Linked DNA regions of Mus musculus: all the other regions are linked to region 1. The links are chromatin contacts, called in public ChIA-PET, HiChIP or PLAC-seq and promoter capture Hi-C maps. All regions are on one chromosome and are shown on one strand. Each heading gives the region's core, a stretch centred on a gene start, on an enhancer-like site or on the middle of the called end of the contact. The rest is flanking DNA. Distances are from core to core; before and after follow the strand shown.

What was found. Promoter capture Hi-C pulls out the DNA fragments that hold promoters and counts their contacts. ChIA-PET counts read pairs in DNA pulled down with a chosen protein or histone mark. HiChIP or PLAC-seq counts read pairs in DNA pulled down with a chosen protein or histone mark.
Region 2: a contact with region 1 is called in a promoter capture Hi-C map of liver, with 2.9 times the contacts expected there. The contact joins the promoter of Zmym2 here to the promoter of Cryl1 in region 1. A contact is called at or near these places in 3 of 39 promoter capture datasets (embryonic stem cells, hippocampal neurons and liver), 1 of 484 Hi-C or Micro-C datasets (cortical neurons), 1 of 115 datasets of contacts at active chromatin or transcription factors (astrocytes) and 2 of 9 other capture datasets (adipose tissue and liver).
Region 3: an RNA polymerase II ChIA-PET map of memory CD8 T cells shows a contact between it and region 1, with 34 read pairs. The contact joins the promoter of Zdhhc20 here to the promoter of Cryl1 in region 1. A contact is called at or near these places in 5 of 39 promoter capture datasets (3T3-L1-derived adipocytes, cranial neural crest, hippocampal neurons and 2 more), 1 of 484 Hi-C or Micro-C datasets (B cells) and 2 of 115 datasets of contacts at active chromatin or transcription factors (astrocytes and memory CD8 T cells).
Region 4: a contact with region 1 is called in a promoter capture Hi-C map of pre-B cells. The contact joins the promoter of Sap18 here to the promoter of Cryl1 in region 1. A contact is called at or near these places in 3 of 39 promoter capture datasets (cranial neural crest, frontonasal cranial neural crest and pre-B cells) and 1 of 115 datasets of contacts at active chromatin or transcription factors (memory CD8 T cells).
Region 5: a contact with region 1 is called in a promoter capture Hi-C map of stem cell-derived epiblast-like cells, with 8 times the contacts expected there. The contact joins the promoter of Gja3 here to the promoter of Cryl1 in region 1. A contact is called at or near these places in 14 of 39 promoter capture datasets (the 3T3-L1 cell line, 3T3-L1-derived adipocytes, the C10 cell line and 7 more) and 6 of 115 datasets of contacts at active chromatin or transcription factors (embryonic stem cells, kidney and stem cell-derived neural progenitor cells).
Region 6: an RNA polymerase II ChIA-PET map of memory CD8 T cells shows a contact between it and region 1, with 5 read pairs. The contact joins the promoter of Lats2 here to the promoter of Cryl1 in region 1. A contact is called at or near these places in 6 of 39 promoter capture datasets (hippocampal neurons, liver, pre-B cells and 2 more), 2 of 115 datasets of contacts at active chromatin or transcription factors (memory CD8 T cells and microglia) and 1 of 9 other capture datasets (liver).
Region 7: an H3K4me3 HiChIP or PLAC-seq map of intestinal villus epithelium shows a contact between it and region 1, with 7 read pairs. The contact joins the enhancer-like site here to the promoter of Cryl1 in region 1. A contact is called at or near these places in 19 of 39 promoter capture datasets (the 3T3-L1 cell line, 3T3-L1-derived adipocytes, the C10 cell line and 11 more), 6 of 484 Hi-C or Micro-C datasets (the P5424 cell line, Sertoli cells, brain and 2 more), 8 of 115 datasets of contacts at active chromatin or transcription factors (embryonic basal ganglia, embryonic hindbrain, embryonic stem cells and 5 more) and 2 of 9 other capture datasets (adipose tissue and embryonic stem cells).

Annotation. Positions count from the first base shown.
Region 1 is chr14:57,396,716-57,400,967 of GRCm38.p6, forward strand. Cryl1 (crystallin, lambda 1) reads right to left here and starts at 1,768. Exons shown (of 8, transcript NM_030004.3): 1 at 1,693-1,768. The coding sequence starts at 1,733.
Region 2 is chr14:56,884,296-56,888,547 of GRCm38.p6, forward strand. Zmym2 (zinc finger, MYM-type 2) reads left to right here and starts at 2,308. Exons shown (of 25, transcript NM_029498.4): 1 at 2,308-2,403; 2 at 3,500-3,562.
Region 3 is chr14:57,888,162-57,892,413 of GRCm38.p6, forward strand. Zdhhc20 (zinc finger, DHHC domain containing 20) reads right to left here and starts at 2,175. Exons shown (of 13, transcript NM_029492.5): 1 at 1,902-2,175. The coding sequence starts at 2,019.
Region 4 is chr14:57,795,835-57,800,086 of GRCm38.p6, forward strand. Sap18 (Sin3-associated polypeptide 18) reads left to right here and starts at 2,355. Exons shown (of 4, transcript NM_009119.3): 1 at 2,355-2,520; 2 at 2,654-2,763. The coding sequence starts at 2,392. Mir3077 (microRNA 3077) reads left to right here and starts at 2,590; the gene lies at 2,590-2,653.
Region 5 is chr14:57,055,909-57,060,160 of GRCm38.p6, forward strand. It overlaps Gja3 (gap junction protein, alpha 3), which reads right to left and starts at 1,815. Exons shown (of 2, transcript NM_001271623.1): 1 at 1,619-1,815.
Region 6 is chr14:57,744,366-57,748,617 of GRCm38.p6, forward strand. It overlaps Lats2 (large tumor suppressor 2), which reads right to left and starts at 1,758. Exons shown (of 8, transcript NM_015771.2): 1 at 1,525-1,758. It overlaps Gm52140, which reads left to right. Exons shown (of 3, transcript XM_030248241.1): 2 at 930-1,973. The coding sequence ends at 1,947.
Region 7 is chr14:57,087,443-57,091,694 of GRCm38.p6, forward strand. No RefSeq gene overlaps it. Among named protein-coding and RNA genes, the nearest start is that of Gm32912, 15 kb to the right of the region's middle. Within about 2 kb of position 2,374, at least 20 of the 459 cell types and tissues checked have an H3K27ac peak or open chromatin away from gene starts, as enhancers often do. A contact at or near this core is called in intestinal villus epithelium, kidney and liver, where this site is marked.

The DNA.
Region 1 (4,252 bases), core at 518-3,017:
AATCGCTGCCAGGTCTATTTCTATGTTGTTTTTGGTTTTGTTTGAGATTCTTGCCCAGGTTGGCCTGGAACTTGAGATCCTCCCATCTCCACCTTCCTAGGATTACAGGCGTGCAGGTGCGCAAGGGAGCAGCCCGGCCAAGCTCTTCATCCAGGTATTAAGGCATTGATTTACATTCTGGGCGCCATCAGTTAAAACGGATATTCCCATGAGTCACCCATGGGGCCCTGAAAGATAGAGACGGTCAGTGATAGGACAGAAATAAAGTTGATAGAGATGAGATAAGATGGTAGAAGATAGGTAGTAGATATAATATAGATAGATAGATGATTGACTGACAGCTGGATAAGCAAATGAGAAAGAAGGACGGGGAAGGATGAGGGAGTAAGCAGAAGACAGAATTTCCACATTAGAAAACAATAGCTCAGGTCATCTTGTGCTCCTTAAGATGTCCCGGCCCCCTTCTAGTTCCCTGTCCATGAGCTCAGAAATAACTGACTGTTGAGTCTCTCCTTGGGAGTCTATGAACCACCCACAGCCAGACGAATGCAAAATCCAGTCAAAATCCCACATGACACCTGTCAGGTGCAGGCAGAGATCTACTTCCCAACGGAGACCTGCAAAAACCTAGCCCGTGACACCAGTGGCTCTCACAGAAGGCGAGGCAGCACAGTTCACCACAGGAGCAAAGTGCACACTTTTGATATTTCTTGACCATTCAACCACAGGCAACCACGGGAAAGGACAAAGGTACAGCTAATTCTGCAGTTCTGTAAGAGAGAAAATAGCAACAGCATTCTGACACCTCCCTCCAAAGAACTCTCAAGGAAAAAGCCTGAACTTGGGACTGGTCTGCAGGCAGAACAACAAGTAGCCAAAACTATAAGCAGGGACATGAAGCCACTCCTTTAATAGCTACCAACCAATACTAGTTATTATGTGTTGCTACACGTTGATAGACTTTCAGACAGCTAGGCAATGAAAGATATTCTAAGCGTTCTTATTTTTTAAAAAAAGAAGCAATAAGGAGAAAGGGGAATCATGAGAACAGAAATTGGTGTGTCAGATGAACTTGGGCTGTTAAAGTGACTCAGCCTCCTGCCTTGGGACACATACACACAGGAAAGCAGGGTGCCTTGACTGACAAGGTTTCTGCCTCGAGAGATTTAGCCTAGCCCAGTGGTGCATGCGAACCAGCCTCCTTGCCAACCCAGGCCAATAGTTATCCGTTAGTTACTATCATCTTGGTAAAACTCTTGTCTGCGTTCTTAATAAGAATAAGCTGCTTTCACGCTGGGGTATTTGGCAGGAGGATCAAGAGTTCAAGGATAGCCTCAGCTAACCTAGAAATTTTGAGGCCAGGATGAGCTACACAAGACCTCCGTCTCAAAAGCATAAGAACACAGTTTTCGCAGGTTCATTGCTAGTATTCAATGATGCCAGGCACCTCTGGCCTGCGCTGACAAAAGTGACCCCGCACCGATTTAAGGCTCTCCTTACTGCTTGGCTAAGCCACGGCCACCACCTAGTCTACTGCCAGACTAGCTTCGGAGCCCAAGTGCGAAGCGCCTGGAGGAGCGAGGTACAGCCTGATGCCCACCCGAGGCACCCACGGCCGCCCGCGGGAGGTCCCGCGTTCGGGACGCTGCCAGGGCGCCAGCCATTGCAGCACGGCGCCACTGAGACCTTTACCTGCCTACGATCACCACCCCGCCCGCTGCTGGGGACGCCATGGCAGATCCGGGCCTGGCTGTACAGCTGCGTTAGCGGAGGGAGCGAGCAAAGCAGAGCGGGTCGCGCGCCAGAATAAGGCTGGGCGCCTGGGTGGGCGTGCCCAAACCTCATGAGGACTATCCCATTGGCTGACAAGCTCCGGGGAGGGGCCAAGGCGCAGGAGAGGCGGAGCCCTCGGGGAGAGACTTCAGGAAGGCCACTGGGCTCTAGCACCGGGGAGCGTGGGACGGTGGATGCAAACAGGGAAGACCAGACACTTCTGAGCTGAGCAATTTTTATTTTTAAGTTTCTAACAGGAAACCATTAAACCATGAGCGGATACTGCCAGGTTGGCGCAAAGGTTCACCCCAGAGACACTTTCAAGAAAATGTTGCTTTAAAGACGTTAGCACCAGTTTGTCACTTTAAGGACTTTTGTTCCACTGTTTACATTCTACTCTACACTGGAAATCCAGGTCTGGTGAGATACCTGCAGCCTGGCTTCACTGATGTGAACGGAGGCCCGGATACTTAAGGGACAAGCTACAAATGGAAACTCCGGATATGTTACTCTGAGAAACGGAAGGACGAATTTGAATTCCTTGTAGCGTACCACAGCTTCTGTGTGCCTTACTTCCTCCTTCCAGAGGCGTGCAGTGCCAAATGTGTTAGGAAAAGAAAAAGAAAAACCAAGCAGGGCGTGATGGAATGCACCTGCTCTCGCAAAACCTGGGAGGCTGAACCGGGAGTTCCAGCCAGGCTACATTCAGAGACAGCAAGACCCTGTTGCAAAAAAAAAAAAAAAAAAAAAAAAGGCTAGTGCCCTGATTACACTTGGGTCTGAGACCAGAGAACGAGAGGCATTACACTGCATGACACAAGTTTTGTGCCCACAATCGGAAGTGGAAACACTTTGAGGCCAGCAGTTTGGGAAAAGCTGAAATCAGAACACACTCACACTGACAGATTCAGGAGAGTAGACACTTGCCTTATTCCCACCACCTTGTCAGGGATTCGGAAAGAGAAACCTCTGAGGCAGTCAGGTTTTTAAACAGTTCCACAAATTATCAATAAACATTTGAAGATGCCGAGCCCCGTTTAAATGAGATGAAAAGTGGCACGAGGAAAACACCTTTTACCCATCAGATCGGCCAAATTACACTGATGGCCAGTCCCTCTCTGCAAGGGAGAGTGTACTGACTGGTTTTGTGTCATCTTGACACAAGCTGGAGTCATCAGAGAGGAAGGCTGCTCAGTTGAGGAGATGCCTCCATGAGATCCAGCTTAAGGCATTTTCTCAACTAGTGATCAAGAGGGGAGGGCCCATTGTGGATGGCCAGTAGGCAGCTCCCTATATAGCCCCTGCATCAGTTCCTGCCTTCGGGTTCCTGCCCTGCTTGAGTCCCTGACCTGACTTCCTTCGGTGACAAACTGCAAGACTAAACCTTTTCCTCCCCAACTTGCTTTTTGGTCATGGTGTTTTGTTGAAGTAATAGAAACTCTAACTAAGACATATTTTCTTACAAACCTAAGGCAGCTTTAAACTGTCTCTTCCTTTCTGAAGAAGAAGGTCAAATGACTAAGGTTATGAATGCCACCTTATCCTATTTTGTGTCTGCCTAGACACTCCTCCATCTTCAATCCTGCAAAAGCCGTATCTGCCTTGGCAATGCTTATTTTCAGTGCATGATCCTGACCATGGTCCAGGCATATTAACCAAAATAATTAATGTTTGCACAAGCTAAAGCTAAACCAACTAAGAGGGTGTATAAATAAAAAAGAAGTAGTGTCTAAAAAATACTGCTGAGTTTTACAAGAAAACTTAGATGTTACTAGGACACCCCAAATTCCTCACTAATGTGAACCCTACCTCTAGCACTAGTGCAATTGTGGTTTTTGTTTTTAAAAACACCATGCCCCTGAGCTTGAACATCAAGAGACATTTTGGAGTCATGAGCCCACGTTGGTCTAGCAATTAATAAAGGGCTCGTGTACTTATAATAGGTTTGATTAGCATGGTTGCCAGTAGCTACCTCTTATGGATCATTTCAAGGTCACAGTAAGTCATTTGGGAGAGCATCTGCCACAGCTCAGGATCAAAAGTACCAACTCAAGATCATTCATAGTCAAATACTGAGCTGGAGACAAGAGGGAAAGAAGCAGGGGGAAGGGTCCCAGGGGAGATGGAGAGACCCGATTAGGTCATTGGGTACATATTCCCCAACTTAATGTAGTGCTGGGCGACCCTAGTTAGTTGTCACCAAGCGAATTAGTATAAATAAGGCTAACCTACCACATGCATCTCCATGCAGCTATTTTTAATTCCTTCTTCATTGTGTTGTGCAGCCAAGGAACACCCAGCAGTGGCCAAAATGGAGGTCACTGATCTTGGACTGGTAGCTTCCCGTACTGTGAGGTAACATACATCCTCCGTAGAAAGCCTAGCTTCCAATGTGTGTTATGGCAAGAGAAAACTGACAACTCAGGGGAGCTGCTGCCGAGCTCCTAAAAGCCTCACTATAACCTGAGCTTGGGAACTC
Region 2 (4,252 bases), core at 1,058-3,557, 510 kb before region 1:
GGACTTTTTTTTTTTTTTCCGTTTTGGTATTATTTGATTTTTCAAGATAAGGTTTCTCTGTGTCCGGGAACTCACTCGTTCTGTAGAACAGGCTGGCCTTGAACTTAGAGATCTGTCTGTATCTGCTCCCAAGTGTTGAGATCAAAGGGGTGTGCCACCAATGCCTGGCACATTTTGGCTTCTTTTTTCCCCTTGGTCTTACGAATTTCCTATTTGACTTTTTTCATCTTTTGAAGGAACAAGAAGCCGGGGTAGGAAGGTGAGGAGGAGGAGGGTTCGAGAAACTGGGGGAGGGGAAAACGTGATGAGAATATAGTGTATGGAAAAAAAAGTTAAAAGAGACTATGGCCCTAGATGTCATATTCTCATATAATACTTCCGTGTTGTCAGCGAATTTTATTAAGATGTTCCTGTTGTGATAGTGACATCAAACATGTCAAAGTCAAATGGTATTGTGAAATATGAAATTTAAGAATGTTTTAGTGTATTGAAAAAAATAATTTTTTTACAAAAGTTTTCTGAAAAATACTTTTTGAAAAGCTGATTCATATGTATTGTAGTTTTTTTTTTTTAAAGATTTATTTATTTATTATATGTAAGTACACTGTAGCTGTCTTCAGACACTCCAGAAGAGGGCATCAGATCTTGTTACAGATGGTTGTGAGCCACCATGTGGTTGCTGGGATTTGAACTCCGGACCTTCGGAAGAGCAGTCAGGTGCTCTTACCCACTGAGCCATCTCACCAGCCCTATTGTAGTTTTTTTGTCTTCAAATGGTAAAGAAGAGCAATGTATGTATGGAATTTAAATGAGGGTGAAAGCACTTTTTTTTAAAATTGAAAATGATTGTTTCTACCAGGTTGTCCTTTGTAAATGGTATCCACTGCAGTCTACATATTAGCCTGAGACCTTAATCAATAATTCACTTCATTAAAAATTTCATGTTCATTATCATCTTGGAGAGCTTTACAATGTAACGCCATATGACTCATTAATAGGCGGTATTGTCAATTCGGAAATTCAGAGATCTAATTGAATCCATCCATTTGGTTGAGGAAGTAACCAACATCAGTTGTAATCCCGCTAACAACCACCAGGGCGAGGTGCATTTCTTAGGTTACAGGGAGTCCTGGAAATCCAGCACCAAGTCTTCTGCCAAAGACGTGGGTGTAGACGAGGAACAAAAGACCCTCGTGCCGCCCTCCAGCGGCTCCGCTCCGAATGCGCCCGGTGGGACTCCTATGAGAGGGTCACTGCCCACGGAGCCAGGACTGAAGCGAAGGGCACGCGATGGCCCGAGGCCCCGCCAACGTGGAGGACAGGCGCTGGGCAGGCCGGAGAGCGCGTGCTCGGCCAGGCACCGACGGCCGAGGCCAGACAGCCCAGGTCCCAGGGGCGCGAGCCCGCTAAGGGAGCCCGGGGCTCCATCTTGCCCGGCGGCAGTCTGGGGTCACCACTGTCGTGTGGCCCCGCCGCAATCTCGGCGCGCAAACTCTTGGCGGCCGAGGACAAGGCCTATGGTAGAGCGCGATCGGACTCGTTCCGGGCCAAGTTTCTCGTCCCCACGGGTTCGGTTCTGATGGGCCCCAAGTTCTCCCAACAGATCCCACAAAATGGAGGCCGACGTCTCCTCCCGCCGCAGCCATGGCGGAGGTGGGACACCCTTCCCACGGGCCAGGCAAGGTGGAAGCGCCTGCACGGCCGCCAGCGCACCAGTCCCCTTGCGGCCGCAGCCGGGCTCGCCCCCTCGGTCCGCCGCAGGCACTGCCGGGCTCGCCAGTCGCCCGGGTCTTGGGGGCCTGGACAGGGAGGACACCGGGACATCGAGGCCGCGTTTCTCCTCGAGCAGAGTCGCAAAGGGCCGCGGCGACCGTCTGGAGGCCGAGACCCAGTGTCCCGATCCCGGGCCCACGGGAAGCCTCGACGAAGACCGCCCGCCCCCAGGGCCGAAGCGCGAGCCGAACTGCGGGCAGCGCCACTCGGGCTCCTGACCCGGGCGGACCCCGCGAGTGGGGGCGGGGCGGGGGCACGGAGGGAGGGAGGGAGGGAAAGAGGGAGGGAGGGAGGGCCGGCCCAGCCCGCGGGGGGGGGGGGGCCGGTAGGCCCGAGGGCGTGGCCCAGGTCTGACGGACAGCCGCCGTGACTACCTCACCGAGGAGGGTCCTGAAAGAAGGCCGACTGGGCCAATGGAGCCTGCCCGAGGCATTCCGTGCCGCCCACGCCATCAGCCAATGAGCGTGCGGAGGGCGGGGCCTCTCCGGGCCCCGCCGTGCCACCGCCTCCTCTGCCTCCTCCTCACCAGCGCTAAAGCCGGGACTGGACCGAGCGGAGTTGTGCGTGTCGCCGAAGGGGGGTGGGCCGGGGGAGGGGAGGTTCGTTCCGCGGAGCTGCAGCCAGAACCCGGTGAGGCTTCTCCCCGCCGTCTTTCCTGTCGAGGGCCGCGGAGAGTGGGGGTGGCTGGGAGCAGCGCAGCCTCGGGAGGAGGAGGCGGAGGCGGGGGCGACTGGGGAGGCGGAGATGGGTGAGGGCAGCGTCGGGAGCCTCCCACCGAGCCGGGCTTAACAGCCCGCGGCGGCCGGTGTCGCGGCTGCTGCGTCGGGGCCTGAGGGTGCGCTGGGGGCCGCGCTGATGTCCAGGGCGGCTTCGCGTGCGGCCCGAGGGGTGAGGGAGCGCGGGCGCGGCAGGGCTGGCTGGGTGAGGCGGTCGCCGGGGGCGGGGGGCGCGGGGGCCTCGAGGTGCGGGCGGCAGCGGCCGGAGGTCGTGGGGTGTTTTCCTTTCTGTGCTGCGGGCGGCCGGGCGGGCCGGGGAGGGGCCCTTTGGCCCTCCCGCCTGGGGGCTGCACTCCCACCCTGTCTGTCCAACCGAGACCCCAAGTTTTCGATGGCAAGGGGTGCCTTTTGAGTCTTGCGGCGTCCTCTTCGTCGCTGGTCTCCTCCCCGGCGCTGTGCTGCGCGGCTCTTGCTCCTCACGTATTGTTTGGCTGGGTCTCTAATGGCGGACGGGGAGGCAGCGCTGCCGGTCTCGGACTGCAGGGGGGGCAAACCTCGGGCCCAGGGCAACTGCTTGGGGCAAATATGGGCAATATCAGCCCATCGTTGACATAAACTGGTTTTTACCTGTAAATTGGTGCTGAGTTTGACTGGAATAACCGTGGTGGTAATACTTGCGAGGGAGTGCAAGTCCCTTGCTGGCGTCGGGGCAATGTTTGCCCTTCCCCCTCCCTACCCCATAGCAGGCTTGGTGCCCTCAGGTCCCTTTCCCTGCAGATTGAGGCTTACACATGGGCTTTGGCTCCAAATAAAATATTTCACTCCACTTGGGTAGTAAGTAGTAGGCTGTTTTGCGTGGGCTTTGGGGTAATAATAGAAGGGCCAAACCTCCTTGACCCCTTAGTCCCTTCTCTGCCTCCTCCTGGTGAAATCGGCTTGGTGCTCCTACCAGATTGGGTGTTCATCCATTTCTCTCCCCCCCCCCTTTTTTTTTTTCTCTTTTATCCCAGGACCAGAAATTTCGTTCAACCCTATCTGGTGCATCTTTGGCAGAAAGTGAGGAAAACACCATTGTGAGTCCTTTTCTTCTAATTTGCTTATTAACAGAGGACGTGGTTGGATTATAGGGGTTCAGCTATAGGATTTGGCCCTCCTGGTTGTTCTTAAGGGGAGGAGCCTTCTCTTGGGTGGCAGCTGCTGTCGGGGAGAAACTCCAGTGATGCCTGGTGAGGCAGCTGGGAGTGGGCGCTGCTGTTTGCACCGCTGCAGACATCGCTTCTGCTGCTGCAATACCAACCTCAGCAACCAGACGACGGGCTTCTGCAGCTGCTCACGTTACCGGTGGGGAGGAGGGGTGTTGGGAAGGAGGGCATATTTCTGGTGCCCTCTAGAGTTACAGAGTGGGAATTAATGTTATTTGGTTTGAAGTGCATGCAACCATTTTTGACATTTTTCTTGTCATCATGGTTAATGGACCTCTGGTAATGGACAACTATGGAGAGCTGCTTAACTTTTTATGCCTGGTCTGAGTGACAGAATTTGACCATGAAGGTGGACGTGTTTCTAGATCTTTCATGTTCTTTGCATCTGTTGTTTTCATCTTACCAAGTAGATGCTGCTTAGACCTGTGCAGTCCTCTACTTAGTCTTTCATCTCTGGTGTTGACCAGTTCTCTATTATGTCACGCTTTTTATGGATTTCTAAAAATTTTTATAGTGTGTGAGTGCATGGTGTGTTTGTGTTGGTGCACATGCCAGAGCACC
Region 3 (4,252 bases), core at 925-3,424, 490 kb after region 1:
GTTATCCTCCAACCTCCTCAAGTGAGCCTTGGCCTGTGTGCACCCTTGTATATCACACACACACACACACACACACACACACAGTGTTGTTTTGAGACAGGGTCTCTCTACATGGCTCTGTTTGTCCTAGAATTCACTATGCATAAGAGGCTGGCCTCAAACTCAATAGATATGTCTGCCCCTGCTTTTGTATTCCTAGTGCTGGGATGAAAGCCCCAGCTGTTTTATTCTGAGACACTGAAGGCCAGGCTAGCCTGGACCTCAGCCTCCCAAGAGCAAGAGGGCAGGTGTACACTGTTTCTTCTAAATCAAATGTTCTAAGTAGCAAAGTCATTTTCTTAAGGATGCTGCCATTTAAAAACCTGCAGAGCCGGGTGTGGTGGCGCACGCCTTTAATCCCAGCACTCGGGAGGCAGAGGCAGGCGGATTTCTGAGTTCAAGGCCAGCCTGGTCTACAAAGTGAGTTCCAGGACAACCAGGGCTATACAGAGAAACCCTGTCTCAAAAAAAAAAAAAATCTGTAAAAATAAAAACCTGCAGAAGCTCAGCTACTTCAGGGTCTTCTATGAACAGAACTTGAGTTTTTAAACAAGTACTTGGTTTGGAGCTCGCCAAATCCAAAGCCACAATTGAGGTCTAGGCTCTACCATTTTTGAGTGATTTATTTATTATTATACGTAAGTTCACCGTAGCTGACTTCAGACGAACCAAAAGAGGGTGTCAGATCTCTTTATGGGTGGTTGTGAGCCACCATGTGGTTGCTGGGATTTGAACTCAGGACCTTCGAAAGAGCAATCAGTTCCCTTACCCGCTGAGCCATCTCACCAGCCCGATTTTTTTTTTTTTTCATTCTTGTATTTACCCCGTATGTTTTTCCCCAAAGAAAATCTGTCCTTCAGATAACCGAGGGCTCTGTCTGAAAATTAAAACCACATCACTTCTGGGAAACCAAGGGACTGCTTTTTCTTAGGGTTTTATTTAATAATGCTGACGGGAGACGAACACAGTAAAGAGCCAGTAGGTATAGAACGCACACTCAAAGCTTACAGGCAATTATTTAGTATCACTGACATAGTAATGGCCTAGGGTGTTAATGACAATGAACCAATCGGCTAAGTCATGTAAGTATAATGCAACGCTATTCCTTTATCCCAGGAAATCAGGTAAGAACCATACGGTAAAAAAAATTAAATAAGAAAAATAGCAAAAGTAAAACTAAACCAAAGCCCTAAAACTAAAGGTATAAGCAATACAAACCTACAAAGTAAACAGGCAAAAAAAAAAAGTCATTGAGCTTGCACCTCTCTTGTTCAATTCCTTGTGCCTCAAAACAACATTTTGTGTAAATCCAGCACTGAGACCCCCAGATGAATATTAAAAAGGGTCAAATACAGCTCAGACCAGGGGCTGAGCCCACACTGCAGACCCGGGAGACACACCTCCCTCCCAGGCCCCCAGGCTGCTTTCAGCTTACGCGCTTCTTCTCGCGCAGTTTGGGGAGCAACAATCTGGGAGGAAAAGATTTCTTTGTGCGTGTGTGCGTGTGTTTTAGCCAAACTGACCTCACAAGCCGTCTCAGAAGGGGTTCTCTAGTTCAAAAGGAAAGGCCTTTGTGAGCATTCCGTCACAGAAGGGTGGGAGCCCCAAGGCGACTGCAGCCACCCGGAAGCTTGGAGCGTGGGCGGCGCGCAGGCCCGAACTCGGGACCCCTCGAGCAGCGAGCCGTGGGCAGAAACCCACGGACAGGGGCCCCCACCGCCGGAGAAGCGCGGGCCGGAACCCTCGGACGTGGAACCCACGGGCTGGGGAAGCGCAGGCCGCCCCGCGGAATCAGAACGCGGCGCCGAGGCCTCGGCCTGCCACCCGCGGCCCGGCCCGCCGCCCGCGCCTCCCGTACTCACTCACGCACAGCTCCACCACGTACGCGTAGTAGGACCAGACGACCACAAAGGTGATGAAGAGCACCGGAACCCAGCCCACCACGCGTTGGCAGCAGCGCCAGAGTGTCCAGGGCGCCATGTTCCTCTGCTGACTGCCGGGTCCCGCTGCCCACGATTCTGTAGGACCACAAGACCCCAGCGGCCCTGTCGCCAGCTTCCCCGCCCCCGAGGCTCCGCCGCCGCAAGCAGTGGCGAAGGGCGACGCCACAACTCCGCCCCTCCCTGCGCCTGGCCCGGGTCCGCCCCTGACCCCGCCCTCGGGCCCGCCTCCGGGCCCGCCTCTCATCCCGCTGCGAGCTGTGAAGGGCGACGCTGCAACTCCGCCCCTCCCGGCGCCTGGACCGGGTCCGCCCCTGCCCCGCATCCTGCCGCTCCGCCCCTAGTCCCGCGCCTGGCAATCCCCGTAGGGGGTGGGGCTACCCGGCCGAAGGAGGCGGGGCCTGAAGTTGGGGCGGGGCTTCTGCTCAGGCCCGCCCATGGGATTTGGGGGTGCCTTGGTGGAAAAGAGAGGAGAGTGCTAAGGATGTGTAGGAGGCCATCTAGGACTGGGTGACGAGAGGGATGGGGATGCGCAAGGGGAGAGGAATGAATTCTTAGCTGCCCTGTGTGCCTTGGGTGGCACTCTGTATAACACTCTTCCCCTAGGTCTTTCAGGACCCATACAAGTCGGGTTCCCTATTACATAAGGCTGTGCATCACTCAAGCGTGCAAGCAAGAAAAATATTATATATACTTAAATATAAGACTCCTGTGACTATAATGTGTCTCCAATGAAGAATCCCCTGGGATAATTTGGTCCACGTATCGCTCTCTCCACCATGTTTTGTTTGAATTGGTAGGAGCCTGAGATTTAAGGTGGAAGCCATATACAACAGGTCAGTTTGATTTGGAGTCCACATTTAAGGTTACACCATGAAAGCAGAATATAGAAACAGCCCTTTCCTGGAGTGGGATTTTCAAATATTTACAGCTGGAGATTGCTAAGTAATGACTGCAATCTTAGAATCTAGAAGCCTTGCTGTGAAACATCATAATGTACAATCATTAGGAATAATTTCATACATTCTTTTAAAACACAGTACATTCATTTATTTACATTCTATGTGCGGATGTGCATGGACCACTGCTCATGAGGATGTGTGGCCCAGGGGTTGTCTGAGGACAAATGAAAAGTTTTTAAGTTTGGTTTGGGTTGGTTTGGGTTTTGGCCCTGGGCATAGTGGCACATGCCTTTAATTCCACACACTCAGGAGGAAGAGGACAGTGGAACTCTGTGAGTTTGAGGTCAGCTAAAACAGACTATTTACTAAAGTCTCCAAGAAGAAGGTAACTGCTATTATAGTATGATAAAGACTTAGTAAAATGAGTATTAATATTTAGTCACCATACACTACTGTTACATTAAAGTAACATGTATACAATAAGAAAATTGCAACATGCCCTAAAGATGACATTAGGACCCAGAAGTGCACACCTTTAATACCAGCACTTGGGAGAGAGAGGCAGGTAGATTTCTAAGTTCAAGGCCAGCCTGGTCTACAAAGTGAGTTCCAGGACACCCAGAGCTACACAGAGAAACCCTGTCTAGAGAAAAAAAAAAAAAAAAAAAAGCAAACATATTCTGACTTCAAATTTTTGACTACATATTAGTGGCAAAATTGACCCAACTCTAGGGCACTAAGGTGGGTAAAATTCAGCTATTTTCCCAGAAAAACTGTCTCAAAGAATTAAGATACAACATGGAATCTGGAGGCTAAGGATGGAGCCCAGTGGAAGACCACATAAAACTCATGTGTGGTGATAGGTTCAGTTCCCAGTGAGGTGTGTGTGGGTGGTGGGTGGTTTTGACAGAATTAGGACTGACAGAAAAACTAGTATTAAGAATGCTGTCTCAGGGGCTGGAGAGGTGGCTCAGTGGTTAAGAGCACTGACTCCTCTTCCAAAGGTCCTGAGTTCAATTCCCAGCAACCACATGGTGGCTCACAACCATCTGTAATGGGATCCAATGCCCTCTTCTGGTGTGTCTGAAGATAGCTACAGTGTATTCATATAAATAAAAATAAATCTTTAAAAAAAAAAAAAAAGAATGCTGTCTCAGCTGGGCAGTGGTAGCACATACCTTTAGTCCCAGCACTCAGTGATTTCTGAGTTTGAGGCCAGCCTGGTCTACAGAGTGAGTTCCAGGACAGCCAGGGCTACACAGAGAAACCCTGTCTCAAAAAACCAGGAAAAAAAAAAAAAAAAAAAAGAATGCTGTCTCTTCCCCCCTTTCTTTCCACATGCTCCCTGGCCGGCCTCTTCCCTCGTTTCTT
Region 4 (4,252 bases), core at 1,105-3,604, 400 kb after region 1:
TTCCAAATATAGTCAAGTTGACAACCAGGAATAGCCACTACATCCCTTGGAGTAGTTCTTCTTCCCTCCTGTGTTCTGAAGCAGTGTCTTATATTTATTTTAGCCTCAAATTTACTTTGTAGTCAAAGATGACTTGAACTCTTTATCTTCCTATCACCCAAATGTGGAGATAAAGGAATAAAGGCATATGCAACTATGCTTAGTTTTTGAATTGCTGGAGATCAAATCTAGGGCCTTGAGTATGCTAAGCAAGAACTCTACAAAATGAATGACATCCTAACTTTTTTTTACTTTTTTTTTCTTTTTATCAATTCATTGGTGTGGATTTTGTTGTTGGTGGGTTTTTTTTTCTGTTTTCTTTCTTTTGTTCTCTGTCTCTGTGTCTCTGACTCTCTCTCTCTCTCTCTCTCTCTCTCTCTCTCTCTCTCTCTGTGTGTGTGTGTGTGTGTGTGTGTGTGTTTCTTCGAGACAGGTCTTCATAGTCCTGGCTATTCTGGAACTCACTCTGCAGACCAGGCTGGCTTCAAACCCACAGAGATCCACCTTATGGCTAATATTTTAAGTAATGAAAACTCCAGATTTGGCAGAGAGGTGTCCTGTGATGGATTGGTAATCTGGCCACTTGGCAGAGGATGCAGCGGTATGATGGGGATCCAGCAGTCGTCCCAGAAGTAAGGAAAGCAGCTTATAATAAAGATGTAGAAGTAGAGGTGTCTACAAGGCGGAGGACCTCTGAATTTAGCAGATAGTGAAGGTACAAGACAGGAATTTAGGCAGAGATTTAGCAAGTTGTGTTGTCCCACCCTGCCTTGGGTCTGTTAACGACTAGGAGCACAGCAGTTTAGGGAAGGAGGTCCTAGATAGAGGATTTAGTAAGGCCTGGCTTGTCCTCGCTACAGGAGCAGCTTCTGTCTGAAGTTATGAGCATTCTACATCCTCTTAAATCTGTTTATTTTTATGCTGTGTGTATGGGTGTTTTGACTGTTTTCATGTCTGTGCACCACATGCATGCAGTGCCCAAAGGAAGCCAGAAGAGGACATCAGAGCCTCTGGAACTGGAGTTACAGGTGTTTTGAATTGTAGCCTGGTCCTCTGTAAGAACCTCAAGTGAAGAGCATTCTCATAATGTCTCTGGATATACTCCTAGCAAAGATTTTCTCTAGAGTCTATCAGCAAGAAGGGGTTGTAAGGACTAGAGGATGACTAGCAAGGAACCCTAAAGAATCCAAAGTGTGTGCCAGCTTGCCTTCTCACCGGAGTTCAGAAGTGCCAAGGCCAACAGCTGCTACTGGCAGTGTCTAATTTTTGCAGATATACTACATCCGATTTGTTTGTAAAGCAATCTATTAAAAGCAGTCACCAGATCTTTAACGAACTCTCTGGGTTAGCAGTGACATTCCGAACCTTACATGCTTACTGTCTAGATTTCATTTTTAAAGCAACTGCTTTAAAATGGAGCTATGGGGTTTATGTTTTAGTATCTATAGCATATTGTGAAGGTTTCTTTCTTCCTTCCTTCCTTCCTTTCTATCTTTCCTTCTTTCTCTCTCTCTCTCTCTCTCTCTCTCTCTCTCTCTTTCTTTCTTTCTTTCTTTCTTTCTTTCTTTCTTTCTTTCTTTTTCTGAGACAGGGTTTCTCTGTGTAGCCCTGACTGTCCTGGAACTCACTCTGTAGACCAGGCTGGCCTCAAATGCAGAAGTCAGCCTGCCTCTGCCTCCCAAGTACTGGGATTAAAGGAGTGCGCCACCACTGGCCGGCATGAAGGTTTTTTCAATCAGTCTTTCTCACTGATACTTTTGTAGTTTTTGTTTTGAAACAGGCTCTCTCCACATAGCCCTGACTGTCCTGACACTCTGAAGACCAGGTGAAGGTATGCATCACCATGCCGCTGGATTTGCCTCTCTTGAATTTTGCGTGACATAAAAAGAGCCTATTTCATTCATAGCCCCTAAACAGACAGCTTTACCCCATCATCTACAGAAAAGGTATCATTTCGCTGGCCTTGCAGTACCTTTCTGCACTGGGGGTCCATATTAACCAGTTCAGTCGGTTTATCATCACTATGACTACCTGGTTCATATTTTTACATGTCATGTGAATTTTCTTAAGTTTTTCGTGATCGCTACACATTTTCATCACTACGCATGAAAATATTACGTTAAGCTGACCTGGGCAGTGAGCACGTAAGAAAACAACTAAGAACGATCAAGACGCCTGTAGAGCACTGCGCATGCGTGTGCCCCACCCCTCTCCCCAAGGCAACACGTACGCGCGCGCGTGCGTGCGTGTGCACCCACACATACGGAAATACGCCTGCGCCATGCGATGCCCCGCCTTGCCACTCGTTTCCTATAAAACCTCGTGCCTTTCCTCGCGAGAGACGACTAGCTCATGCTCGCCGCAGGGGTCGGAGGTCAGGGCGAGCGTCTCCCGGGCCGAAGGAGGAAGATGGCGGTGGAGTCGCGCGTTACCCAGGAGGAAATTAAGAAGGAGCCGGAGAAGCCGATCGACCGCGAGAAGGTGCGGGTTGCGGGCGGCTGCGGGGCAGAGGTGGCAGCAGCGGCGAGCTGGCGGGAGGGCGGGCGCGGCCTGCGGACGGGTGGGCGGGCAGGCCAAATGGCGCGCCCGAGGCTGACTCCCTGCTTCTCCGCAGACCTGCCCGCTCCTGCTGCGGGTCTTCACCACCAACAACGGCCGCCACCACCGAATGGACGAGTTCTCCCGCGGGAACGTGCCTTCGAGCGAGCTGCAGATCTACACCTGGTGAGCCGCGCGGGACCCGGGCCTGGCGGGCTGCGTCCTCGGGGACAGCCAGGGCGGGCTCGCCCGCCGTGTGACGCCTTTCGGGAGTGGGGATGAAACGTTAGGTCAGAGTGAACTGACCGGCGTCGCTCTCGCCGTGTGGCCGCCCGGTACAAAAGGATACGTAGGTAGCTTACGGTGCGGTAGGATAAGATGGTAGAGGACGGGGAGGGAGATGGCTGTTGAGTGAACCGTGTTCGCAGAGTGGAGGCAATGGGAAGCCTCGAGCCACGCAGCACCAAGATATTAAAAAGCACCATCAACACCGAGCCCTTTCTGCCCCGGCCCTTGGTGTCAAAGCGTTTGGTGTTTGCACGGTGAGGACGGCTGTCCCAAGTGTTTCATCTCCGAGTACCTGCCTTGCTCAGGACCCACGCAGCTAGGACCGTTACAGGCTTGTCCTTTGGATTGTGTCAGGTTGACACTGTAATAGCTTTGGAAAAGCAGCAAAGGCGAATTTTAATACATTTTTGTTGCGGTGGTAAGATACACCACAAAAGAGTCCCTTTCTCGGGAAAACAGACAAACAACCCCCCATCCCCCCACCCCCATCCAAAACACGAGCTAGTGATTGAATTTATAAGGGAAAACTACTGAGTAGCGGCTGAATTTAAGCCACTCTCCACATACTAAAATTCCGTGTCCCCCAACAAATGAATTTTCCAGCTTGCCCGGACTTTGCTTAAGTGCTGCTTTTCTATTCCGTGAGCCCAGCTTTCTAAAGAGGGTTATCTCTCTGTTATCTGTAGAGATTGTTCCAGAACCACATGGATATCAAAATCTTGGAATAATCAAGTTTTTCACTTTAAAAATGTAGTGTTTACTGTACACACCTTTCAGCATATGCTCTTGAGACTTTCTGCTATAAAGCTTACCCTTCTTCTGCTAGGGCACTCAGACTGTAAAAGCTTGTTTAATTTTTAAAAATTGCCTCAAAAGAAAATCAGAGTTTATGCCAGCATTGAAGTTCACTAGGAACGATATATAAAATTTCGGAGTTAATTGCAGAATAGAGTATGAATTCTGGCCAGGTAAAATTTAGTTGCAAAAATACATAAGAAGGTAACAGTTGTCTGAAGTTTTATAACTTATTTTATTACACAGTGAACTACATACAGTTATGAAAAAATAAGATTTTACTTGAACTATGCACACTGGTGTATGTATAGTTTGTGTCAGTTTCGATATTATATCTTCCAAATTGTAATTTGTTTTTTATGTATATGTGTGTTTACCTTCATGTATGTGTGTGCCCCGCATAAATGCCTGGTGCCTACTGAGGTCACAAGTGGGTATCAGATCTCTGGGACTGGAGTTAGAAATGGCTGTGAGCTGCTCTGTTGGTGCGGGAGTTGAACTCAGTTCTTCTGCAAGAGTGACAGTGTCCCTCCGTCTGAAAGACTGAGTTCTGTTACAGGAACATGGAGAAATAAATACCTGGCGCAGAAAA
Region 5 (4,252 bases), core at 565-3,064, 340 kb before region 1:
AAAATGGATAGATGCAATATAGACCCTGGTTGCCTAGTCCTGGAGCCCCACAGAAGGATGGGTGGACAGACACAAGTGAGTCCAGCCACCAGCTGAGTTTGTCTGGGTTTCTTCACATCCAGATCCTAGGACCAGGCTTTCTGCACAAGTGAAAGGCTTCCTGGGGGCCCTTCAATCCTCTGAATGTCCTCACACACACTGGCAAGTTACCAATGTGTATGTTTATTAATGTTCATGGGACTGTGACATGGTGGAGTTCTTAAGGCTGTGTGTCCTAGGTACTGTTAGACATGCTTTCAAGCAATGCAGGATGTAGTCCCAGTTTCTACATACGTCAGGCTGGCTGCAAGGAAGTTCCAAACCCATCATATGTCATTCAGCTATGAAAAATGAACAGAAAACCCTAAAATTTTAGTGCTGTTCAGAAAAAAAAATTGGTTAAAATTCTTTCCTTATCGACAAAGAGTCAACTTTTGTTTCCTGCCATTTTAAAGTCCGACCACTTCCAGCCACGTGCTGGTCAGCAAACTGCACTGTCTGTCCCCGTGGGACCGTTTTGTAAACTGCTTCACACTACAGGGCAAAGCATTGCCCTGTTTGATGCTTATCTCAACAGAGGCCAAACTGCTGAGCCAGGAGACTTTGTGCCAAGTTAGCTCTTTACTTTGAACACAACTGATATTTAGAAAAGCCCCTCCCTTACTCCAGTTTAATCTTTCCATGTTTGTCTTGCAATATATTTCACGGCACGACAGAAGGGCAGTGTGTGAAGTGATGCACAGATTACAGATCGTCATAGTTTTGAATTCCAAGAGAGAGCCTGTGCACAATTCACTTCCTGGCTGTTTTACACAGCCGCTGTTAAGTGGCACGTTTTGGAGGCGTCGTGATAAAAGGAAAACTGGAGAGCTGAAGCCCTTTTCACATTATTCAGGTACCAAGACGGCTGATCAAGAGAGTGAATTCTAGTTACCTGTGTAAAGAGTGGACAGAAAGCAAACAGCTGCCCGCCACTGGAATTTAATGTCACTACAAGTCTCTTAATGAAAAGATTATTGTAGAAGGCAGCTAAGGGCGCTCTTCCAAACATGTACAGTCTTTACTCGTGTGCACCGCCACACACGTACAGATCAAGAAGCTGGGTCGTGGTACTAACAACTAAAGTATTTAAGAAGAAAATAAACTTCTAAAAGTTTTTTTTTCTGAGAAAAGTGGGCCCTCCTTGTTTCTTTCCAATCAAACACTACAAATGTACCCCGCCACTTGCAGGCCACTTGCAGGTTAAAATGACCTTAGGATCCCTGCTGTTTGGGGATAGGGACTGGTTGCTTTCCCCAACCCAAGGGCAAACCATCTCGACCCAGCTTTGACCGTCCATTAAAGAGAGCAGGCGCTCCGCCCAGGTCTTTAGGAGTCTAGAAGAACAGTAATCTTTCCCAAAGTTTCCCAAGGCTCAGCTCCCCAGCCCTACTGCACCCCACAACAATCCAAAGAATCACGAAAGCCTCCCAAGATCGGGGAGCAACAGGGCCTTGCCCAGGGGTGACAGCGCCGCGTCCCGCCACCCCTGGTGCTGTCGGGTCCCCAATATGGCCCTGGAACTCCCAGTTTGCCTTACCCCGCTCGGCCGCGGCGGCACCGGCGCTCCTCGCCCAGTCGGGCTCGGCCTGCTCTGTAAAGGAGGCTCCCTCTTTACTCGTGCGGTGCCCCTTCTTCCCACGAGCGCCCCGCGCTAGGGCCGGGCCTCTCCGCCCCGGCCGCCATCCCCACCACCGCGGTACGCACCGCACTTGGCGCCCCACGCCGCTGCCCTGTCGCCCCGCCACGCCCTCGCCACCTCCCACTCTGCCAGCCACGCCTCCCCGCATCCCACAGGCCACGCCCCTGCGCCCCTCACCGGGTCCCGTCTGGGGAAGCTGGCACCTGCCCCCTCCTCGCGCGCCCACATCCTCGGGCGCCACCTGCACCCCAGTGCGCACCACGCGCGCTCCTCGTCCGGGCTCTCTCAGCTCCGCCGATCCGCCGCAGGTGTCGGATGGGGTTCCCGGCCGCAGACACCCGAGGGCCGGGTCCTATAGGGCAGGAGTGGACAGCCGGGGCGGGAGCAAGGCACAACCGACTGCCAGAGCGGCCTGGGCGCTGCGCGCGTGGGCGTCGGGAGGGCGCCTCGGTCGCGCCCGGGTGTCGCCGCCTGGGGATGCAGACTTGTTCCTCGGGCGAGTCCCAGCCGGAATCCTGTCTCACCCTGTCGGATAGAGACGCCCCCGCGGGCAACAAGCTATAAATAGCGGCCGCCAGCCTGCTTCCAGGCGGACACAAATTAGCCGACAGCTCCACGGATTCTAATTTTTTTAAATTAACTTGTTCCAAGGCGCTTGAAACTTGGCATGGCCTGAAGTGTTGGGGAAGATGTCCCTGCGGGCAAGTTGTTCCAGACGGTCTTGGGGATGGGATGGCAGAGTGTGGTCCGGTTAGCTTGTCCGCATCGGGGTGAGGCTTTTAATGTGTCTAACCCTCGGAGTTTCTCTGAGAGTCATAAGACACCGACACCGAGAGGGACAGAATCTTGGCCTTGTCCATTTCCTCTGGCTTCCTAGGGTCTAACAGGACTTGAACAGCAGCTAATCATTAGTAAATAATAATTCACTGAATGTTGGTGGCAGTTTTAGAAGGGATCCCCAAAGTCCCTTTATGAGTGATGGATTTATTTTAGGAATAAGGGAAAATGTGCATTTCTGGTTGTTTTACAGTCCCCCTAAAGACCTATTGCTTCATTAAAAAGTTTGGCTCTATTTGGGTTTGCAATCCGCTGACTTTGAAGAATTCAGTCGTTCTGTTCGAGTCTGAATTTAAGCGTATTCCAACGAGAAAGAAAACAAAGCTTATGAAGAGACGTGAAGCCGGTCTCCTGCAGGACTTGGTAACACATGGATACAGTTTTGTTTTATTTCGTTTTGTCTCTTAGACAGGGTCTCCGGGAGCGGGACCTGGTCTCAACCGGAACCTCCTGCAGACATCCCAGGGCCGTGATGGCAGCCTGCACTGCACACCTGCCTAGGTTCTTTTGAAATCCAGAAATGTTATTCTAGAAGGTTTTATTTTTCTGTTGTTTTTATTCTCTCCAAGAAATACAAGAATACTTCTCCCCACAGAAGCATCAGAAGTATTAAAAGACTTGCACCGTCTTGGACAAACTCTAGTATTGTATTGGTAAAGCCAGAAGTATAATAATGATTTGCAACTTTTTATTGGAAATAGATTTAAAATGTGTAACTGCAAATACCCTTTGCACACCCACTTCATAACACAGTTCAAGAGTGGAAAGGTGGAAGTAATCTAGATGCTCCCAGAAAGATGGATGGGCGCACAGATGAGGTTTTAAGTGCTGTAAAATATTGTTTGGCCTTAGAAAAGAACATGAATGTACAATTGATATGAAGATAGATCATATGGCAATGAAAAAGCCAGCTACAACAGGAACAGATGCTGTCTGAGTTAACATATAAGACGTGCGTGCTGTCAAACTAAAGCCAGGTAAATATAGTTTCAGCATTTGAGACTCAGGCGGTTTGGTGGGAATTTGAGACTGTCTTGAGGCAGATGGGGGAAACTCTGTTTAAAAATCAAAACAAGCATAGAGACTGAGGTATGGAAGCACACACCTGTTATTCCAGCACGTGGGAAGTGGAGGTGGAAAGATTGGGAGTTCAAGGTTAGCCCGGACTGCCTGAGATCCTTTCTCAAAAAAAAAAAAAAAAAAAAAAAAGGTATTAAGTTCCTGGGACTCATGGAGTGGAGAACGCAGAGTTAGTGGTGGGTGTGGGATTTCAGTTCTGGAAACAGAATGGGAGGCATTTGCAGTGTGGATGTGCTTAAAGCCACAGGAACTGCGTGCTTAAAATGAGGAAGACGATTTTATATATATATATATATATATATATATATATATATATATATATATATATATGAACATTTTACATGATATTATGCAAAGACAAAAAAGACTTGCACTTGTCATAATACATATTTTCTAGGTGACAACCAATACAATCACTACATGGTTTAATAGTTGGCTGTAAAAGTTTGCTTCTTGTTGGATTTTTAACAAAGACTGCATTTAGGGTAATTTGAGAGTAGATATATACATATGCACACATAAGACAAACTGACTAGACAGGGATTCTCAGCTGGATCATATCTCTATGTTCTAGCAGCATTTTGAGGCTGATGATACACAGTGAGCCTGGCTCTG
Region 6 (4,252 bases), core at 508-3,007, 350 kb after region 1:
AGACAACATAAATGCATTAAATTTATCATCTGTAGTCCTTCAAGCATACTATTTTTAAATAGTACGAAATATTACTTAAAAGTTTCGCGCTATTACAAGCATGAAATAAATACAAAACGTTGTGTTGGTCTAGGTTTCCCGATACAAACACAAAACCCCCACCCCCGCGTTACCCTCCCCCACATGGTTCCCCAATAGCTTTCGTTCGAGTTTAGTGTGGATTTACCAGCTCCAACCTCCATTCTACTCTCCAGTGGGTTTTAAGGGCCTAGGGCAGGCTATTTACAACACAGCATTTAAAATAACAAGGCATTTTATTGTAAACGTGTTCCCCGCCCATCATTGAAAGTCCCTCCCACCACTGAAAGTCCCTCCCACCAAGGCCGTGATTTCTCGAAGGAAAGAAATAACCCACAGCTCCAATTTACATTTATACTATTCCAACTAGATGGCGAAGCTGAAAAACTCTCAGTTCAAAACTTCGGATTCTGTAATTCTGTATAGCAGCCTCTGTTGGTACCATATGAAGCTGACATTTTGAAGTGTGGTAAAAGTTAAGCAATTTCAAAGGAACCATGGTGAATTCGTTCAACAGCGTTTTCTATACCTGGATAACCAAAATTTTACGAGAGGCTGAATACTGTAATGTATTGTTAACTATAGTTAAGTTAAAAACAGGCTTTCTAAGCAGCGTCTGCATTCCTATGCTGGAAGATTTTTTTTTTTTTGTTAGCGCCTTATTACAACAGTTGCTAAAAGGGGAGAAAAGAAAAATCACAAAAAGTAGCCTTGTCTCCAGATTTAGCACTCAAAACTGGTGAGCATCATTTACTGACCTAACCTGGGGTTAAACTAAAAATATGGAGCAAGACTTGGTACAAATTCCCTAATAAGCGGCTACATTACGGGCAAGCAGGGGAAATTTAAAGGCGTGAAAAGTCCTCGCTCAAACTTTTTTGTCAACAAAATCTGCACGTCCAGTTCTCTCCCGCTCACACTCACAGGCATAAGTTTTCACCCGGCCGCCTCCTGCACGCCGCTGGTGGCCGAAGTCGCCCGGGCGAGACCCGGGCCACGCAGGCGAGGCTCGTGCGTGACCAGCGCTACGGACTCAGGCCGTGGAGTCGCGGCGGAGGCCGGCCCGGGAGAAGTCGGCTCAAAAGAGACGTTACGCAACCGCCCCGCACCGACCGCCGGACGGCGCAGCCGGGGACGGGACACCGGACACCGGGCGGGCACCGCGCCGCCGAGGGCCAGAGGTGCAGCGCGCAAGGCCGCGAGCGCGCGTGGTGGACGGCGCGGCGCACGGAGGCCCAGGCTGGGCGGGGTCGGCGCCGCGGGACGCGGGGTCTGGGCCTCCGGACGCCGCCGCGCGAGCACAACAAAGCCGCCCCGCCGCCGCCACCCGCTGCTCCGCACCCGCCCGGGACCCAGCGGACGGGTTGTCCCTGTCCCGCAGGGCAGCTCGCCCGTGGGACCGGGCGGAGCCCTGTCCCGACAAACTTCCCGGCCGCGGCCCCTCACCTCCGGGAGCGCTCTACACCCTCGGCGGCGTCCTGGCCCGCGGCTCCGGGACCTCGCGCGCCGGGAGACCGGGCGCCGGTGGCGGCAGTGGTTGCTGACCCCGGAGGGTCGGGGGAGCCCGGGGAAGCGGCGGCGGCGCTGGCGGCGGCGGCTCCATCTTCCCGGGGCGCTCACGCCGCGGTTCCGAAGCGCAGACCCGAGCGGGACATTCGCTACATTGTTGGCATTCCACGGGCGTCACGTGACCCCTCCTCCCGCGTCACTCCCGGCCGCATACCAGCCCGGGCGGGGCGCCCGCGGCCTTGCTACCCGCCGCCCGCTCCGCCCCACGGGCCGCTTCCTGCGCCGCCTGGCTGGGCGGCCACCTGCCCTGCGCTGGGCTCGCGTCGGAAGCCCCCAGCCCGGGAGCGCCGGTTTCCCTAAACGCCTCGTACCAGTGGGTGAGAAAAGTAAGTTCACAGGCCCCGGTGCCAGCCACGGAAAGTGCAGCCGGCTGCTGAGACCCGGGCATCAAATAATAAACCGGGACGCCTGACAGCCTGGGCTTAACCGGACGCAGGCTAACCAGCTCCCTCCCTGGGCACGTTTTAGGAAAGTGCCTTATGGTTTTATAAAACACATCAGTATTGCACGAACCAGCCGAGGAGACTGGCGTTTACACTTCGGCCACTCCTTTATCCTCCATTTGGGGATTTGGTCCAGGGACAGACGCTGAGAAATAACAGCGTGGAAGCAAAGTCTTTCGTTTACTATTGGCTGTCTAACGTCACACTCCCCACCAACTTACGATCTGTGGTAAGTGATGGTGGGGACTAATAGTCTTAAAAGTCAACCAGACTTCCTCTTTAATTAGCAAACGTGACATTTGAAGTTTCAATTCCGGAAGAAATTCACAAGAGTGAAGATCATTTGTACCAGTTTTTATTTTTGTCCTCGGGAAGGAAGTCGAGCCCCCTCTCCTGTGCCAAATTCAGGCTGTCTTGTCAGAAGAACCCTTGTCAGGACTGTTTTAACTGCCTCAACAGACTTTAGTCCTGGACTGCCCCTCACCACCACCACCCCCACCCCCACCCCCACCCCCACCTCTCTAATTCCCTTAAGGCTTCTTCCAGAGATTCTCATTTCTTTGTCCTTTGAACTTTAATAATTAAGCCTCTTGCAGATTAGCCTCATTTTCTTTAGTCAGCCTGACCCTGTGTGCTACACTGACATCTTGCACCGTGATGAGAAACCAATGCATCAAGTAATATTCTGTAAAAGAGGAGTCTAGCACTCACCTGGGAACTTCCTCCCCCATCTCCCCAAGCGCACTGGCAACCTTCACTGTGTGTTAAAAGTTCCTATCTCTTGCTCTAAGAAATGTTAGGGAAGCCGGTTAGTGATGCACACCTATAATCCCAGCTCTCAGGAAAGCAGGTGATCTCTGAGTTCAAGGTCAATCTGGTTACAGAGAGAATTCCGGGACAACCATGGCTACACAGAGAAACCCGGTAGAGGGGGAAAGTAGGGGTGCAGAGGGAGGGAGGGATGGAGGAAGGGAGAGAGAGACAGAGAGACAGAGACACCAGTGCCAAGGGATCCAATGCCTTGTTCTGTGGGTAAATGCACACACACATGTGCATATGCTTAGCACAGACACACACATAAATAAAAATAAATCTTTTTTTTAAAAGAACAAAAATAACTTTCTTTTTGTCAAACAGTGGTGGCGCATGTCTTTAATCCCAGTACTGAGGAGGCAGAGGCTGGCTGACCTCAGAGTTCGAGGCCAGCCTGGTCTACTGAGTTAATTCTAGGACAGCCAGGGCTACACAGAGAAACCCTGTCCAAAAACAACGAAACAAACAAATAAGCAAGAACTCTTTGCAACAGCACTATTTATAATAGTGAAAAGCCAAGGACAGCTGGACAGCAGGAGCAGAGAGAGAGAAGCTAAGTAAAGAGGCCGGCTTTATTTCTGCCAAAGGACAAATGATTACAGACAGAATTCAGAACCAATGTGGGGTGAACAAAAGCAAACTGCAGAACTGTACATATGTCATGACACCATCTCCATAAATAAACACAGGCTTTGGACTCTGTACTCACCTCTCTTACATACCACAACCATGATAGCCATAGCCCATTTACAACCATGATAGCCATAGCCCATTTACAACCATGATAGCCATAGCCCATTTAGAAGGAATGGAAATTGGACAGAGGAGGGAACACTAATGTTTTAAGTTAATCTACAGTGCTTGCTGCTTTTATTAAAAATCTGAAGGTAAACTGTCAACATTCTTTTTTTTTTTTTTAGATTTATTTATGTGTATGAGTCTTTGGCTTGAATGTAGGTAGGTGCACCACATGTGAGCCAGGTGCCAATGGAACCCAGAAAGGGGCATCGGGTCCCTCAGAACCAGAGTTGGGGGTGGCTGTGAGCCACAAAGGTGATGCTACACTACTTATGCCTTTAATTTTTAAAATGTTTTTAAATACGCGCATCTGAGACTAGAAACAAATTGGAAATAAGTGTCTTAGATAGGGCTTTGATGAGGGAACTGATCGACAGTCGATCAAGTCAGGCATCATGGAGTGTTCCCATAGTCCCAGCACTCAGGAGAGTCAGCAGGAGGATAAGAAGGCTAAGGTTATCTGAAGCTACATAGTGAATTCTAGTCCAGCTTTGAGGCAGTGAGACCCTGTCTTTAAAATAATAATAATTTTTAAAGTATAGTATCTGGTC
Region 7 (4,252 bases), core at 1,124-3,623, 310 kb before region 1:
CACACACTGGCTTTTGCCCCAAACCTCTCATGTTTTAAATTTTTATTTCTCTTGTCATTGACAGAATAACTATACATGTTTATCAGCCATGTGTTGTTTCTTTACATGTAAATGCAGTACAAAAATCAAATTAAGACCACTCAAAGCCCAGATGCCGGCACTCAGGCGGTAGAGGCAGGCAGATCTCTGAGTTTGAGGCCAGCCTGGTCTACAGAGCAAGTTGCAGGACAGCCAGGGCCACACAGAGAAACCCTGTCTCGAAAAACAAAAAGCAAACATACAAACCAAAATCACTGGAATTCCTCTTGGCTCAGTTCTTTTTTTTTTTTTTTTTTTTTTTTCTTTTTGGTGGTGAGGACACTCAGAATTTATTTCTCCAGCTACTTCTAAAGGTTCTCTCTCCTTCCTTCCCTCCCTCTCTTCTTTCCTTCCTCCTTTTTCACTCTTTTTGTCTTTTTGCCAGAGCCTAGGGTCTAGAGCATGTTCAGCCAGTGCTCTGTCACTGAGCTGTGCCCCATTCCCACTAAAGGTGACTATAGTCACCGCTCTGTCCAGTAGCCACCAAGACTCCTTCTTCTACTGCCTTCTTGACTCAGCTTTCCATATTTCCCCCATCCCTAGTGTCCCCAGTATCTGATAACTACTACCTTGTTTTCTACTTTCACTAAATTAACCTCGTGAAACAGTTCACACATACACTGTCTTTCTGCATCTGGCTTATTTCACTTAACACGATGTCCTTCAGGTTTGTCTGTGTGTTTCCAATGGACAGAATTTCTATTTTAGAATTGTTTTAAAATTAAAACAACTTAATATATTTATTTATGTTTTTGAATCAGGGTCTCGTGTATCCCAGACGGCCATCGAGTTCACTGTAGCTAAGGACAACCTTAAAATTCTGATCCTCAAATCTCTACCTCCCAAGTGTTACGACTTCTTTCCTCAAAACTTATTTTTAACTGACACATAAAAGCATACACATTGTACATGCTTTTAAACACTATGTGTGTCTGTACATCCCCGGAACACAGGTTGAGGCCAGAGCACAACTTGTAGGAGTCTGTTTTGTTTTCTATTTATGCCATGTGGGTCCCAAAGATTGAACCCAGGGCATCAGGTTGGCACCAGGCTGCCCTTACTGGCTGAACCATCTCCTTGCCCCTCCCCCCATATACTATAGTGTATTTTCCTTCATCCATTTATCTGTGGGTGAATCCATGTGCTGATTCCATGTCTTGGCCTGTGCAGGCAGAGTCAACATGGAAGCTACAGTCAACATGAAAGTGCAAATGTGTCTGCTGTATCAATTTCCTGTCCTTTAAGACTGTATAATCCTAGCTCTTGGGAGGCAGAGGCAGGCTGATTTCTGAGTTCCAGGCCAGCCTGGTCTACAGAGTGAGTTCCAGGACAGCCAGGGCTACACAAAGAAACTCTGTCTCAAAGAAAACCAAATAAATAAATAAATAAATTTTAAAAATAAGTAAATAAAGAAAAGACTGTACTTGATCGAGGTCATAATGTACTGTTATTTTTACATCTTGAGGTATTCCCACATGGTTTTCACAATGGCTAGACTACTAACATTTCCAAGCAAAGCTGTACAAGGGTCTCTCCGTGCCTACATCTCAGGCACTTGCCGTCCCATCTTTTTAGTAAGCCATTCTAAGAGCTTCGAGCTGTGATTCCTGTGATTTTGCTTTGCAGTTCTGCTGACTAAGGATGTCAGTCGGCCTAACCAACGCCCTCCCGTCCTAGCTCTGCAGTGTGGCCCTCTCAGCCTCACCTTTGGATTCATTCCTGCTGCCTGAGCTCTGACCACAAGATTCCCAAACACCATTCCTGGCCAGCTTGCCCTCAGCACCTGCCTTTCGTTGGACTTTGCCTGTGGCCTGTCTCACTGTGCTTTAACTAATGATTGACAGGTATGGGTTGTACAAGTCCAGTCCTTGTGACTGGGCTAGCAGTTCAGAGAGGCTGACACCTACCCTAGCTGGCTCAGCCAGGCTCCCCGAAGGTTCCCTTTCATTGTACCTTGTGTCTCGAAAGAGTTACAAACATTCCTACTGTCACAATGTTACTCTATGGGATCCCCACGCCTTTTCTGACCATAGAGAGAGCTCAGAGTTCAGTTTTCTTTCTTCTCTTTCCCAGCTCCTGGTACTCTTACTCAGAATCCAGACCTTGCCACCTCCCCGTCTGCTCTTCTCCCGTTTTCCTTCAGTGATTGTATCCAGAGATGTCCATTGCATGACCCCAGAAAGAAGCTCGGAGGACGCTGCCCACATGCATGTTTCTGGCCCTGATGTTTTTGTGCAGTGCTGGTGGTGGAACACAGGGCATCTTGCATGCTGATCAAGGCTTCTGCCGCTGAGCCATGCCCCTAGCCCATAGCCCTGATCATATGTCATGAGTTTCTGCTGAGCCTTTCTAACGCCTGCCTCATCTCCCCACTTTGAACGTAACTCATTTTCAACATGCTTTAACTCAGTCTTACCTCTCAACACGGACACTCCAGTTACCTCATTTCTGGTTTCCATTGCTCTGGCATGTCTCCGTAGTCTGCTCTCTGCTATGTTGGCTAGGCTGGCTTCAAACTCACTATTCAGTTAAGAAGAACCATAAACTTGGTCCTCCTGCTTTTGTGTGGGAAGTGCTGGAATGACAGATACACTTCACCATACCCTGTGACCTTCTGTTCAGGGGTCTGAGCTATCAATACTCAGTGCCCACCCAGCTCTGACTCGTGATGCAACTCTGAATGGCTGTCCTTTGCTCTATGAGTTCCCAGGCCTGAGTTCAAAGGGCTTCCTAACTATTTTAGAGCCTATTTGAGATCATGGTTTTGTTTGTTTTTCTGTTAAGTCATCCTTAGATTCAACTAGCTTTTCCCCGAAACCTTCTGGGTTTTTCTACTTAGTTCTGTAAATAAATGCAATAATGTCATTTTATAACACTTTGGACAGATATAAGTAACTCAGAGAATTAATCTTGTACATTTGTCACGTCTTCCTTTTTGAGAAGAGTTCATCTTAACTCTCCCATAACATAGTCCTATAAGCACAGGTCTGCCCTGGCTCCCTCTCTTCCAACTCAGTGGTTCTCAGCCTTCCTAATGCTCCTTTTAACACAGTTGACCCCCAACCATAGAATTATTTTGTTGCTACTTCACAACTGTAATTTTGCTACTGTTTCGAATCGTAAATATCTGATATGTGACTGCTGAAGGGGTCATGACCCACAGGTTGAGAACTTCTGCTCTGACTGACCACAGACCCTTCCCTGTCTTCTCCTCTCCTTACCCCAGAATGAAGAACGAGCCAAGAGGAAAAGCAAGCAAGTAAGCAAATGTTAGTAATAACGAATCCATTTCCTGCCACCCTTAAAAACAGTTGATGGTGGGGCCTGGGGAGACTGAGGCAGGAGCACTGACTCTTCAAGACCTATTTGGACTACGAGTTCAAGGCCAGACTAAGCAGCTATTGGGACTTTGTCTCAAAATTTTAAAAAAGCCAAAAACAAACAAACAAACAAACAAAAAATACAAACAAACAAACAGCCAAACAACCAGGCCTGGAGGTGTAGCTCAGTGGTTTGTTCCCAGAAAAGGCAAGCAGAGGAAAGAAAAGATGGGAAAGAGAAGAGGATAGAAGGGAATGGAGGAGGGGAGAGGAGGGGAGGGGAGGGGAGAGGAGGGGAAGAAAAATGCAGCCACTTCCAGGAGTATTGGGAGTGTGTTTTTGGAAGACTTTTAAATTTTTCTTTTATTACATTTATTTATTTGTGTGTACACATACAGACACACATTGCAGCCCATGCAGAGGGGTTGCAGGAAGCCTTGCAGGAGCTGGGGCCCAATGTGCTAATGCTCAGGTAGTGAGTTTTAGTACAATCTCTCATGTACTTGTGACTATAGAAGATGTGATGATTATTAAAACTCCTGTTTCTGAATTGGATAGAAATGAAAATTCCTAAACAAGATCACCGACATAAATAGGAATCCATGCAGGCTTCAGGAAAAAAACTGTCATGGGTTCAACCAACCAGGAACCTGGAGACCCAAAGCTGTGAAGTGCTGCCTTGGGGCTAGACCCCCATCTTTATCAATATGATTTGAGAACAATATTTACAACATTCTACTTGGCCTAGGCTTCCAAGAATACTGTCCGTAGCTTTGAGACGAGCAAAGGTTACTTCTGGCTGCCTCTCGAGTGTGAGGCAGGGTGGTTTTCTGGTATTTCTTCCTTGCAGAACT